Regions from separate parts of the Gossypium hirsutum genome. Here region 1 is linked to region 2. The links are chromatin contacts, called in public Hi-C maps. All regions are on one chromosome and are shown on one strand. The core of a region is the stretch at or near the end of the contact, and the rest is flanking DNA. Distances in the headings are between cores, read along the strand shown. Region 1 holds the start of LOC107899455 (transmembrane protein 230). Region 2 has its middle 14 kb from the start of LOC121216557.

What was found. Hi-C and Micro-C count contacts between places; a contact is called where the count stands out from the background.
Region 1: a contact with region 2 is called in a Hi-C map of leaf, with 1.8 times the contacts expected there. The contact joins the promoter of LOC107899455 here to the enhancer-like site in region 2. A contact is called at or near these places in 5 of 34 Hi-C or Micro-C datasets (hypocotyl, leaf and petal).

Annotation. Positions count from the first base shown.
Region 1 is chrD04:18,998,479-19,003,921 of Gossypium_hirsutum_v2.1, forward strand. LOC107899455 (transmembrane protein 230) reads right to left here and starts at 3,988. Exons shown (of 2, transcript XM_041092096.1): 1 at 3,576-3,988; 2 at 3,167-3,488. The coding sequence starts at 3,762. The coding sequence ends at 3,367.
Region 2 is chrD04:18,776,966-18,783,246 of Gossypium_hirsutum_v2.1, forward strand. No RefSeq gene overlaps it. Among protein-coding and RNA genes, the nearest start is that of LOC121216557, 14 kb to the left of the region's middle. Within about 2 kb of position 4,551, at least 7 of the 9 cell types and tissues checked have an H3K27ac peak or open chromatin away from gene starts, as enhancers often do. A contact at or near this core is called in leaf, where this site is marked.

The DNA of each region.
Region 1 (5,443 bases), core at 2,738-5,237, 220 kb after region 2:
AAATCTTTCTATTGTTGTTGTTTTCTCCCCTAAATCATACCAATTTTTGGCATCAAAGCATAATTTGATCCTAGGGTTTATATTAGGGTTTTCTTTTAGGCCATGGTTGGATGTGCTGATTTTCTTGGCAAGAGTATGAACTATTAGCCATATTTATGATGAGAACCAGGAAGAAACTTAAGAATATATATACAGCTTAGAGAGAGCCCTTGATTGTTCATAATGAATTGACAACAACAATGGAAGGTGAAGAGGAGTCAAGCCTTGCGGTAGATGCACTTAGCCAACGATCTTCACTATTAAAGACATTGAGTGCTCATGGGAAGGATTTTGAAGAAGTTAGAGATCAGCACAAAACTAACTCATATTTCAGCCCAAAAGAATTTGAGATCCTAGTATGTTCAACATGACCCATGATGAAACCAAATTAGTTATTGTAATAGATGCTCCCTTGAGGGGTGATCAAGATCCTAGTTAATGCCCCAAAATGATGTGCTACCTTCACCATATTCAACATCAAATCCAAGAGATGGAAGCATTCTTTAAAGAGTGGCCTCACGTAGATGATCATGACTTGTGTTATGTTACTATGGATGTGGATTATATTCTTGTGGGAACACCTTGGGTGAATGATATTCTTGATCAATTAGTTGACTCTATAGAACTCTCAATGTGACAAGTGATTATCACCACAATAGGTTGAGAAGTTTTGATGAATGGAAGACAACTTTTAAGACTCCAAATGGCCTTTATGAGTGGTTAGAAATGCCAAGCAAGTTTATGCAGATCCTGAGTGTGGTGGGTAGACAACTAAATATTTCAAAACATGCAACAGTTGTAAAAGCTACTTTAAATGTTGTAAGTGTTTATATGTTGAATGGCCATGTTTGTTTGATCTTGCTAAACTTGGCAGCATTTATGGATGCAGCTTCGTACTTATTTCTCTTGATGATTGCCTTTATGCTTGGGGTTTTCAAACTTGTTTCTCCAAAAAAATAAACTTGACGATGATTCTACCTTTGAATTTGATTATGCAAAAAGCAACTTCTTTCAAATATTGATAAATGTATCCAAAGAATTTTGGGTTAGATATAATTTAGGATGCAGGTTATAGGTGAAGTGACTTTGAGTTTGCAAAATTTGTACGTGAAAGAAAGGTGTTTGGATTTCCCAAACATGCCATGTATCGTAGGAGATGGCATTACATTCTCTCTATTTACAAAAGATGCTAGGGATCTTTCTAAATTTTCAACTAGCTCTTCATTATCAATCCCTGTTGCAATACAGGTTGAAACTAACAAGGGGTTTGATATCGAAGCCAAAGCTTTCAGTGCATTAATCTAGAGATGAGTCAACTACTAATAATGGGAACTCAACTAAAGCTCAAGTTACTAATGAAAAGAGAGATTTTTTCTCAATGATGATATAATTTGTACCATCATTGAGATGATCTTTCCAGCAAACGCTCAAGATAGAACAGCTTATCATTGGAAAAGCCCTTTTTATAGGGTTTTTGGAGTTGTGGAGTGATGATAATGAAGGCAAGGGTTATTTCAACCAATACAATTCTAGGCTGTTTGAATTAATCAAATTTATTACTTCAAACAAGTTCCTTATGGTTAATGTTATAGTTTCTTAAACAATAGTTATGATCATTAAGAACCTTTTTAATTCTCTATTTCCTACTCAAGACTTGGCGATTACAGAAAGCATGCAACAAGCTTTGGAAAGAACCATTACCTCAAATTTCTATGAATCAAAAGTCATATGGAATAGGTAAAACAGAGCATACAAAGATATGCTATCTAGCCTATGTGGGAGGAAGAGTTAAAAATGCAGAGGAACAGGGTGTGGTGCAGAAGATCTTGGAATCTAATCCTGTTCTAGAAATATTTGGCAATGCAAAGACTGTCAGAGACAACTCAAGTCGCTTTGGAAAATTAATTAAAATTCAATTTGATCAAAGGGGAGAATGTGGAGTTGCAATTCTACATTTAGGATATATTGAGTTTGCTAGGGACAAGAAACAGATGCTTTTGAACCAAAGGATGATAAATCTTGGGTCCATCTAAAAGGTGCTGTATAACTTTTTACATGCGCCGAGAAGACTCTAGAAGAGAGTCCTTATGTAAATGTGTTCTTGTGACTCGTGATGAGACCACTTCAAATCACTGGATCCAAATGCTCATAAACTCCTAGTAGAGATGCTTTAGCCAAATTTGTTCGTTCAAAATTATTTGACTTGCTTGTGGAAAATAAATATTGCTATTGATCAAGATATAGAATCAAATCCCTTGATCAGTGTTCTTTATATTTATGAATTTGAGAGTTTTAAGACAACCAACTTTGAGCAATTCTGCATCAATTTAACAAATGAAAAGCAACAGAAGCATTTTAACCAACACATTTTTAAGATGAGTATGAGTTGGAATTGATCGAGAAATTTATGTTGAAGCAGTGAAAGTTTTCTCATAGGAGTTGAGTTTTACAAGCTGAAGCTGGGGAGACATGGGAGCTTTTTCATATTTTATTATTTCAAATTTATTTATTATGTATTAGGTATATTATGGACAGCTAAGGTTATTAGTTATCTAAAACTCTATTTGCAAGAAAGCCAGTGACTTTACTTGCAAGAAAGAAAGCCTATATAAATTAGTTGTAAGCTTTACAGACAACATTATTATTCATATTAGTTTCTTTGAATTAATATAAAGAAATTACAGGTTTTCTATAACCATACGTTTTCTAGTTCCAACTTTCTATTCATGTTTCAGCCCTAACTCTTTCTAATGCTGTTGTTCACTGTCGTAAACCACACCACATGCCCACTGATCCTTTACATGAAAGTGTACATATTTAACTTGTTAGTACAAATATCACCGAATCATACAACAGTTTGGTAAAAACACAGATAAAAAAGTCAAACATGCTGCCGAATTACATGCACTAATCACGCAAGCAGAGCAAATACAATCCTTAATAGCCTCTCCATCTACTCTTTCAAACAATGACAAACCTCTAGCCAATAACATATGCTAAAACTATTAATGAAAGGACTTCTTCAAGTACATGAGATCAATATAACAGCACAGGGTAAGGTAAGCCTTAAGAGATAGCTGGGTTAAAGAAATAAACATTGAGACTGATTTGTAATATTAAGAAACAGTAAATGGGAAGATTAGATATTATTTCATAAAACAACCACAACAAACAGGAATACTGGTCAGAATTGCACTATGAAACAAATAACATACAAAAGTGAAGTCAAGAAAAGAACTGGAGTCCGCAGGAACAAAACATTCAAAAGAAAGTAAATAAATGAAAGAGGATCTGTACATAGGGCAGAGAAGTTGAAGGAGAAGGGCTCTAGACAGGGGGAATGTTGGAGAAGGAGAAGCCTTTGTATCCCTTAAATGCATAATATGCAATCCTTGTATAATAGAAGCCTGGAATGAACAAAATGGATCCGAGTATTGCAAAGAAAAGCCCTGAAAGAAACAAATAGTAACCCAGAGATCAGCTAATTGGCCTAGCTTGAATGAAATTCAATTTATCTTTTAAGAAAGAAACAGAACCATGGGCGCGGTCACCGCCGACTTTGTTGACGGCCATGAAAATACCCAGGATGATCCCAAGGGTGCCAAAGACGAGAAGAGCGACAGCGAGGCCGATCTCCTTGTACGGAGGCCGATTGTTAATGGCGTGGGGAGTGTCCATCATGATATCCTCGTCGGATATCGAGAAGGCATGTTCAACGTACATGGTTACTCTAACTTCAGTATGCTATGCAATTAGATTGAGGAGAGGAACTTGGATTTAGATTTGGATTTGGAGGGATTCGAGCTAAGAAGAGGCGTCTTTCTCCCCCTTTCCCTAGAAGAAGAAGCAGATGAAAGGTCAAAATCAAAAATGAAAAAATGAAAAAAAAAATAGGCATTCACATTTCTCCTCTTCAGTTACCAATTAGGCAATTACCGTGGGCTACTCGCTTTCTCCGTTGATGGTTATTTATTTATTTTAATATTATTAAGCTTAAATGAAAAATTAATTTTTTTAAGAGATTAATTTTTAATTATAGCACTTTTTATTTAGAAATTTTTTTATATTAAGTGATATTTTAACTTTAGGTATCACTTTTGATTTAATTGTTATCTTATTAAAAAAGTTTAATTGAATTAAGGTGTTCAAATTATGCCATTTATCTAATTTATTTAAATGTAATTTTTTAATTGAATCAAATACCTAAACTATAATTTCATAATTAATGTAGGTCCTACCATTACACTCCATTAAAAAAAGTTAAAACTAATCAAATTAGGACACATGACATCTTTTTATTTATTTATTGTTTTCTTTTTAATTTTTTTTTCCTTTTTTTCAATTTTTTTTCTCAATTTTTTTCCACAATCACCAAACTTGTCATATTTGAAAGAATGAAAGAGAAAGGGAGGAGAGGGAGTGACAGCAAGAGGGTGAGATTGTAGCAGGGATAAAATGGAAAGGAGGAGAGAGAGGGAGAGGAGAGGGACGAGGAATGCGGGAGGAGGAGATGGATGGGGGGATTATTAGCTAAAATTCAAAGAATACAAAATGTACACATGATATGCAAATTCCACTAAAAAGCTATAAATGCATGTAATTTCACTTAAGAAACAAACAAAAGCTAAGTAAAAGAGGCATAAAATATAATCATGATGATCACTCATCATAACCCTACAATTAGTTTTTTGCTTGCCCTTAAGTAAAATTAGACATTAATGCAAATGCAACCAAGGGAATTTTTAACTAAAATTGACAACTGAAAATATCAATATATACAATTAAAATAACAGGTTTTGATGAATAAAGTCGAAATTCAATATGCTTAATAAAACATAACAACAACAATAATTTATATAGTTAGAAAGAATTAGAGAAAATAGACCTTGTATGTGACTATACTCAATCTAGCAATGCATAATATGCAAGTAGCATTAAGGTAATCAAGACAACTAAACCAAGTTTTAATATCCTTTCTAAGGTCACCTAAGACTTTAACGTTGTTAGTAATGTAAATTTATTCCAGCAGTTACAAATTATTATTTCCAATAGTTACAAAGTGTTTTTTATAGTTTCAAAAATATTAAATATTTTTCTAACCGTTACATGAAAATATTATCATTTTGTTCCTGCTAAATATTTTTCTAAAATCTTATAAATAGGAGGCATTTTTCCTTCATTTAATACACAACTAAAAAATAAAGCTTCTTCTACTCTCTCTCGACTCTCTTTCATTCTTTCTAAAACTTTAGAATTCTTCTTATATTGCATTAGAGGAAATTCTGTCTAGAAGTTTGAGTTTTAACTGGGACCATCTGTGATCCCTCCAAACTTTCCTAGGAATTTATTCTAGTGTGATTTTTTCAAGTTAATTCTATTTTTAGATTATTTCAAAAGAGTAGTA
Region 2 (6,281 bases), core at 3,301-5,800:
TGATTCGACATGTATACTTGCACAATTAGCATATCATTTCACACACGACATGAGCCTTTTCTAACTTCTAATTTCTAACGAAGGGGTTTTGTCTTGCATTTTTTAAATAAAATAAAATTAAAAATGAAATTAAAGAAAGATAAGTTTTGGCCCGCTTTCCTATAATCTATAATATAGAAAAAATCGCTAAACTTATCGCACAAACTTTTCATTGATCTATTTTTTTCATTGGGATTCAATCCAAATCACGATGTCATTTCCTTGTTCCTGAATGGGTTTCATCAAATTTTTATTCAATTATTCTAGGTTTATGCTCTACTCCAAGTAAAGATCCGCCCGATTTTGATTTACGCATATAGGGCAAATGACCCAGTACCACGTCTTTTTTCTATGATTTCATTTCATTTTTTATTTTATTTTAATTCCTTTTTCTTTAATGCTTTTTTCCAAATATCCAACATATTTCTCATATTATTCAATTGATTAATAGTTTGAAATTGTTCTTATTTCTATTTAGAATTTTTAAATAAAAAAAGATTTATGATTCTGATATATGATAAATTTATTTTACCACCTTAGCTTAAAAAATTATTAATTCCAATTATACGAAAATTTATTTTTAAAAGAAAATTATTAATTTGTTTCAAAATTATTTAGGATATATTATTTAAAATTAGAAAGAAAAATCACATAAACATATATATTTCTTTTTTTTTGTTTGAAAATAAAAAGCGGATTTAGTACAAGACTAAAATACCACTAAAGCTAAAGTCCACATGATGCTACTTGCATTGAGTTGTCAATATCCTCCTCTAGAAGCCTTCGTGCATGTGACGGTGTATCTACAAGTTCAAGCAATTGAGTCATTCCACCTCCCGCCGTCTTTTCTAAGCAATCAACAACCTTGTTGCTTTCTCTCTTGACATGTCGAAGTTTAACTTGCCAGTCTCTATTACACCACTCATGAATCAGTCGGACTTCTACTATATTACTGTTTTCTGCAAAGTCATTCCTAATAGTATCAATCAATAGGGCATTTTCACTTTCCACCTCAACCTTCCTGAAACCCCATGCCTATTACCATTTCAAAACCCACCAACCACCCTCCACTTAGTCCTCTAAACACTCCTACTGCCGCCTTTTTCTACCTATCGACATCGAGCCATCAATATTTTGCTCCATGTTGCCATTGTTTCCAAACAATCTTGCCCATGCTGTAGCCGAGGCTATCAAATTCTAGCTACTCCCTCTAGCATTATGGAAGATAAATTCATTTTGGTTCTTCCAAAGGAACCAAGTGACTATTGTAAAAAAAATCAAGCATTCTCCTCCGCGGAATTTTAATTCCCTTTTTTTTTTGTGATATTCCAGTGAATCCATATCTCAAGTGTTGAGTTAAAGAAAAAAATTTCCAATTTTGCCTAGTAATCAATGATTTCTAATTAGATTGAGAAAAACTATAGTCCATTACCACGTGAATTGTTGTTTCTACATACCAACCACATTGTTCGCAAAAGGGAATTGATGTCATACCTCTCCTTGTACGTTCCCTATTAGTCAAAAGTCTATTTCAGATAAGCAACCACAGAAAACTCACACCCTTTAAGGTGCCGCAACTCTCTAAATTAATCTGTCATACCCAAACTACCTTGGTCCACTAGTGTTAAAGAGATGCTTGTACGTTTTTGCAATGGAGAAATTCCCTATCGACAACCACCACCAAGAGATTTGATCAAAACCCAAATCCCTCAATGGCGTGTTGCAAGCACATATTTAGATAACAATATCTCTAGAGAGCATCGTAGATACCATTTTGTATTACATTCTCCTTCCGACGTCACAAGGTCACAGATACGAAAAATTTCATCCAGGGGTTCATTACCAATATACTGCGGTTTTAACGGACCCAAATTCGTTTCCAAATTATCATTCCAAAAATTTACCATGCTCCCATCACAGATAGTCCAAATGAGGCCCTGTTTAATCTCATTCCAAACACTCGTAATGGATTGCCATATGAACGAGCAGTTGTTTTGACGTATTTTCTTTGGGATGATTCCACGAACATTGTATTTATTACATAGAACATGAATGCACAACTTTTCTGTGTTAGCACCAAATTAAACCCCAAATTTAAAAGTAAAGAGTTTGTTTTGGTCTTGCAACTTTCGAATCGCTAAACCTCCATTCAACATCAGTGTATAACAATATTTCCAGCTAATGAGTGATGGTTTTCTACCTGAGCTTGCTGTTCCCAACAAGAAACCGCGAGCTAGCTTTTCAATTTCCTTGCAGATCGTGATTGGAATTTGAGCTGTAGCCATAAAATAATTGGGGATCACTTCTTGGGCAGCAATAATGTCATCAGAAATATTTCGCAATGCAATGAAACTTGAGTTATTCTTTTTTACTAGCACTTGCATAGCTTGTTAAAGACAAATAACAATAGTTTGTGTAATAATTTTATACAGACCCGTACATAAGCTAATGGGCCTATATTGACTGATCAACTCTGCACCAATGCTTTTAGGAATAAGGGCCAAGAGAGTTCTGTTAAGTTTCTGGTCTGAAGCTCCTCCTAAAACAATAGATTGAACCATCTAAAAGACACTGCTTCCTACGATATCCCAATTTGCTTGGTAAAATTAGGCATGAAAATCATCCACACCCAACGCTTTGAGCGAGGCCATGCTAAAAAAAATAACATTAAATCTCCTCTATATTGACCTCGGTACATAGATCACTAATAATATGAGATCACAAATTCGAAAAACTCCCCTTGACAAAAAAGCTCCCAATCTAGTATGGGTCCATTGTATATAAAGCTGAGAAATACTCAACCGTATGCCTTGTAAGGATTTCATTATCATAGAACCATTTATTACCCTCTATTTTCAAACCCGCAATTTAGTTATGTCGATGCCTCTTCATTGTGAGATTATGGAAGAAATTTGTATTTTTGTCCCCATTCAATAACCACTCACTCTTGGACTTCTGAAACCAAAATATTTCCTCTTGGTTCAGTATGTTTTCAATTCCAAGTCGCACTTCTTCTTCCCTCAATCTAAGCCTCATGTTATTATTTCATTCCCAGGCTTTTTGCATGCGTTCAAGTTTCATATTTCCTTTTCTTTTCCTAGCAAAAATGTTACCAAACACTGTTCTATTCCTGACTTGGATCAATCGAGTCAAGTTCTCTAAATTCATCGCAATTTTCACATCGTTACTCCAACATTTTAACACAACATCTCGGAACTCAGGGTGCGTTAACCAACTAGCAAGAAAGCTAAATGGTCGATCTCTTTCCATTGAACTCTCCGGATGCGTCAAGATCAACAACGGTTGATTGTCAGACTTCAACCTGTGTAGGTGTCACACAGTTGTACTAGATGCAAAAGCCTGCCAATACTCATTGCAAATAGATTGATCCAATCTTTGAAATAAATTTCCCTTATTCCGCGTGGACATTGGTCCTTGAAATCATAAATCGAGAAGTCTGTGTTTGTGATACAAAAGACCTGAAACGATTACACCCCACAAGACTAGGTTCAGAATCGCCCTGTATTTCTTCCCCACACATAATGACATTAAAATCACCTGCAATCATCCATGGCTCCTTCACTTCACTGGCAACCTAGTCCAACTTATCCACAACTGAGCCCTTGTGCTTCATTGTGGACTCGCTTAAACCATAATGCAAAGAAACGGGTATTGACTTCTATCATCATGGATTTACATATGAACAAATTAAGGATGAACTTTCAAAATCTCCACCTGAGTTCCCTTATTCCACAGTAACCATATACCCCTTGCGAAGCCTGATGCTTCGAATCTAAAAGAATACTCAAAACCCAACTTCGCAATGACTGAATCTGCCTTAAGATCACTGATTCGAGTTTCAAACAAAGTAACAAAATCTGGATAAAACACTCTTCTATACTCCTTTAAAAATTTATGGAAATGGGTCTACACCCTTGATAGTTCCAAAATAAAAATAAAAACAAAAATTGAAATCCACCATCATCAAATAAAAAATAAAGAAATCGACTTTTACCACTGAAATCAAGCGGCCTTCGCATCCACTAGAAATTCATCCTTTGAACCTTCAACATCGACAACATTCCCCTTCATCGCCATATCTTTCCCAACCTCATGATACAACCCTTGTAGAATATCTTCTATTGCCCCCACCACTGACATTGAAGGCTGCTCACTTTCTGATAGATTCGTTAGTTTTTGACCGATGTTATCACCCATTCGCTTCCTGCCTCATCATCTAGTCTTTGCCAAAAATTTTCTCCCATTTTATTTTACGAATCCAAAACTCGAGAGCACTAACCCTTACTTTCAGCGACATACTTGTTTTGGAAGGAGATTTTACTGCAACATTTTTTCCTCCAATTTAAAAATGGACTCACCACTTGAAAATTAATCTGACCCATTTCCTCGTCAATTAAAATTAGCCCCATTTTTTATCCCTCATCAAAGGGGTCAGCCCAATAGGAGACCCACCTATTTTGTTGGACTATTTTAGTATGTTATTATTATGTTTCGGCTCACTAACCAACACTGGCCCTTTCCCTTTACCCTTCGGGTGTCCTTTGCCTTTGCCTTTTCCCTTATTTGCTTCTTCTCCATGCCACCATTCCTTTCCAACATCCTTAATCTCCCTAATTTTCTCCCCTAAAAACTGATTGACATCTTTATCATTTAATTCCCTAAGTTTTTCCCTTGCCAATTCCCATGATTCCCAATTAGAATTCCAAATCTGGAACTACTTACCATGTTGGCCTTCGCCAGCGCCGTTCTTTCCTTTCTCATTTTCCTTCGTTCAGCAATCATCCATGACTCGTACTTCTCTACTTCTACCTCTTTCTGCAACACCATTTCCCGCTTTGGTGATTTATCTTCCCCCCAACGAATCCGCTTCTTGCCCTACTTTGTAAGGACATACTTCTCTATAATGCCCATACCTTCCACATTCGACACAAACCATGGGTAAGGAATCATATTTAACCCATTGAATCCTCCTGTTAATCATAACCTTTGAGATTAAAGGCTTTCCCAAATCCACAAAACTGCCATTCTAGCAACTTGACTCCTCTGTTTAACATCCATATTATGGTCAATTTTCACCATCAGTCCTATCACATTCCTGATAAATTTCAGTAAGCTCTTAAAATAAATATTCTCTGGTAGCCCAGGTAGGCGAATCCAAACCATTAGATTATTAGGTAGTGATTGATCTATCATAAAGGCTGGAGTCCATGGTTATACCATAAGCTATTAGTCAAAGATAGGTCACGGTCCCCTGATAAAGTAGCAAGGTAATATTCATTCTCATGAAATTTAACTGAAAAATAGTCATTTTTTAAGTCCAGAATATGTAATAGACATTTTGTTTTCCAAATGGCCAGTAACTTGCTAGACATGGTGAGATGAGAGATCCTTCTACTAAGGAGTTTAACAATTATAGTCTGAAACATCCTTTCAGTAATATACTGGTGTATCACTCAGAGAACGTAATAAAGGGGATACCATTGATGACCTCATTTGTAGCATCACCTTCCATTAATTCAAAATCCTCATTCTCCTTCTGAGGTTTCTCACCATCAGCATTATTACCTATCAATTTGTCTTTCAACGATTCCTTTGTACCACCACTCGAGTTCACTGCCAATCCTTTCGCATCCAATATGGGATCATCTGGGTTAGGTGGTTCCTCTGGCCTACGACGTACTTTCTTAGTTGAATGTCTAACGTCGCCACCAGAAGACGACGTTACACCATTGCTTTTCTCCATTTTTCCCTTTGTTTTATTGTTAATTTCAAAACATATATATATCACTGCTTGACCGAAAATCTTGAATAGTAAGTTGTATATTAAGATACGTTATAATTTTATAACATTCTCAATCATTAATTTCATATCAAAATATCATTATAGTTTTATCTTTTTTTTAATTTCTTCCCTATAATAAAAGCATAAATTTCTTTCAGAATATTATAAACTATTTTAAAACAAAAATAAATACATAGGATTAATCCATCCATTGCACGAGTAAGAAAAACTAGTTATTTACTATTATAAAATGTTATGATAAACAAAAAGTTTGATGGGTTTTAGTTATTACATAAAATATAGACTAAATATGTGTAGATATTCTAGTAACTAATTTCTAATTGATGATGTGCTGATTATAAATTAGTGTTAATGTACAAAATTTATATATTACGGCTATGTTTCCCAATTTGCACATACATAACTTTTTTGACATCTC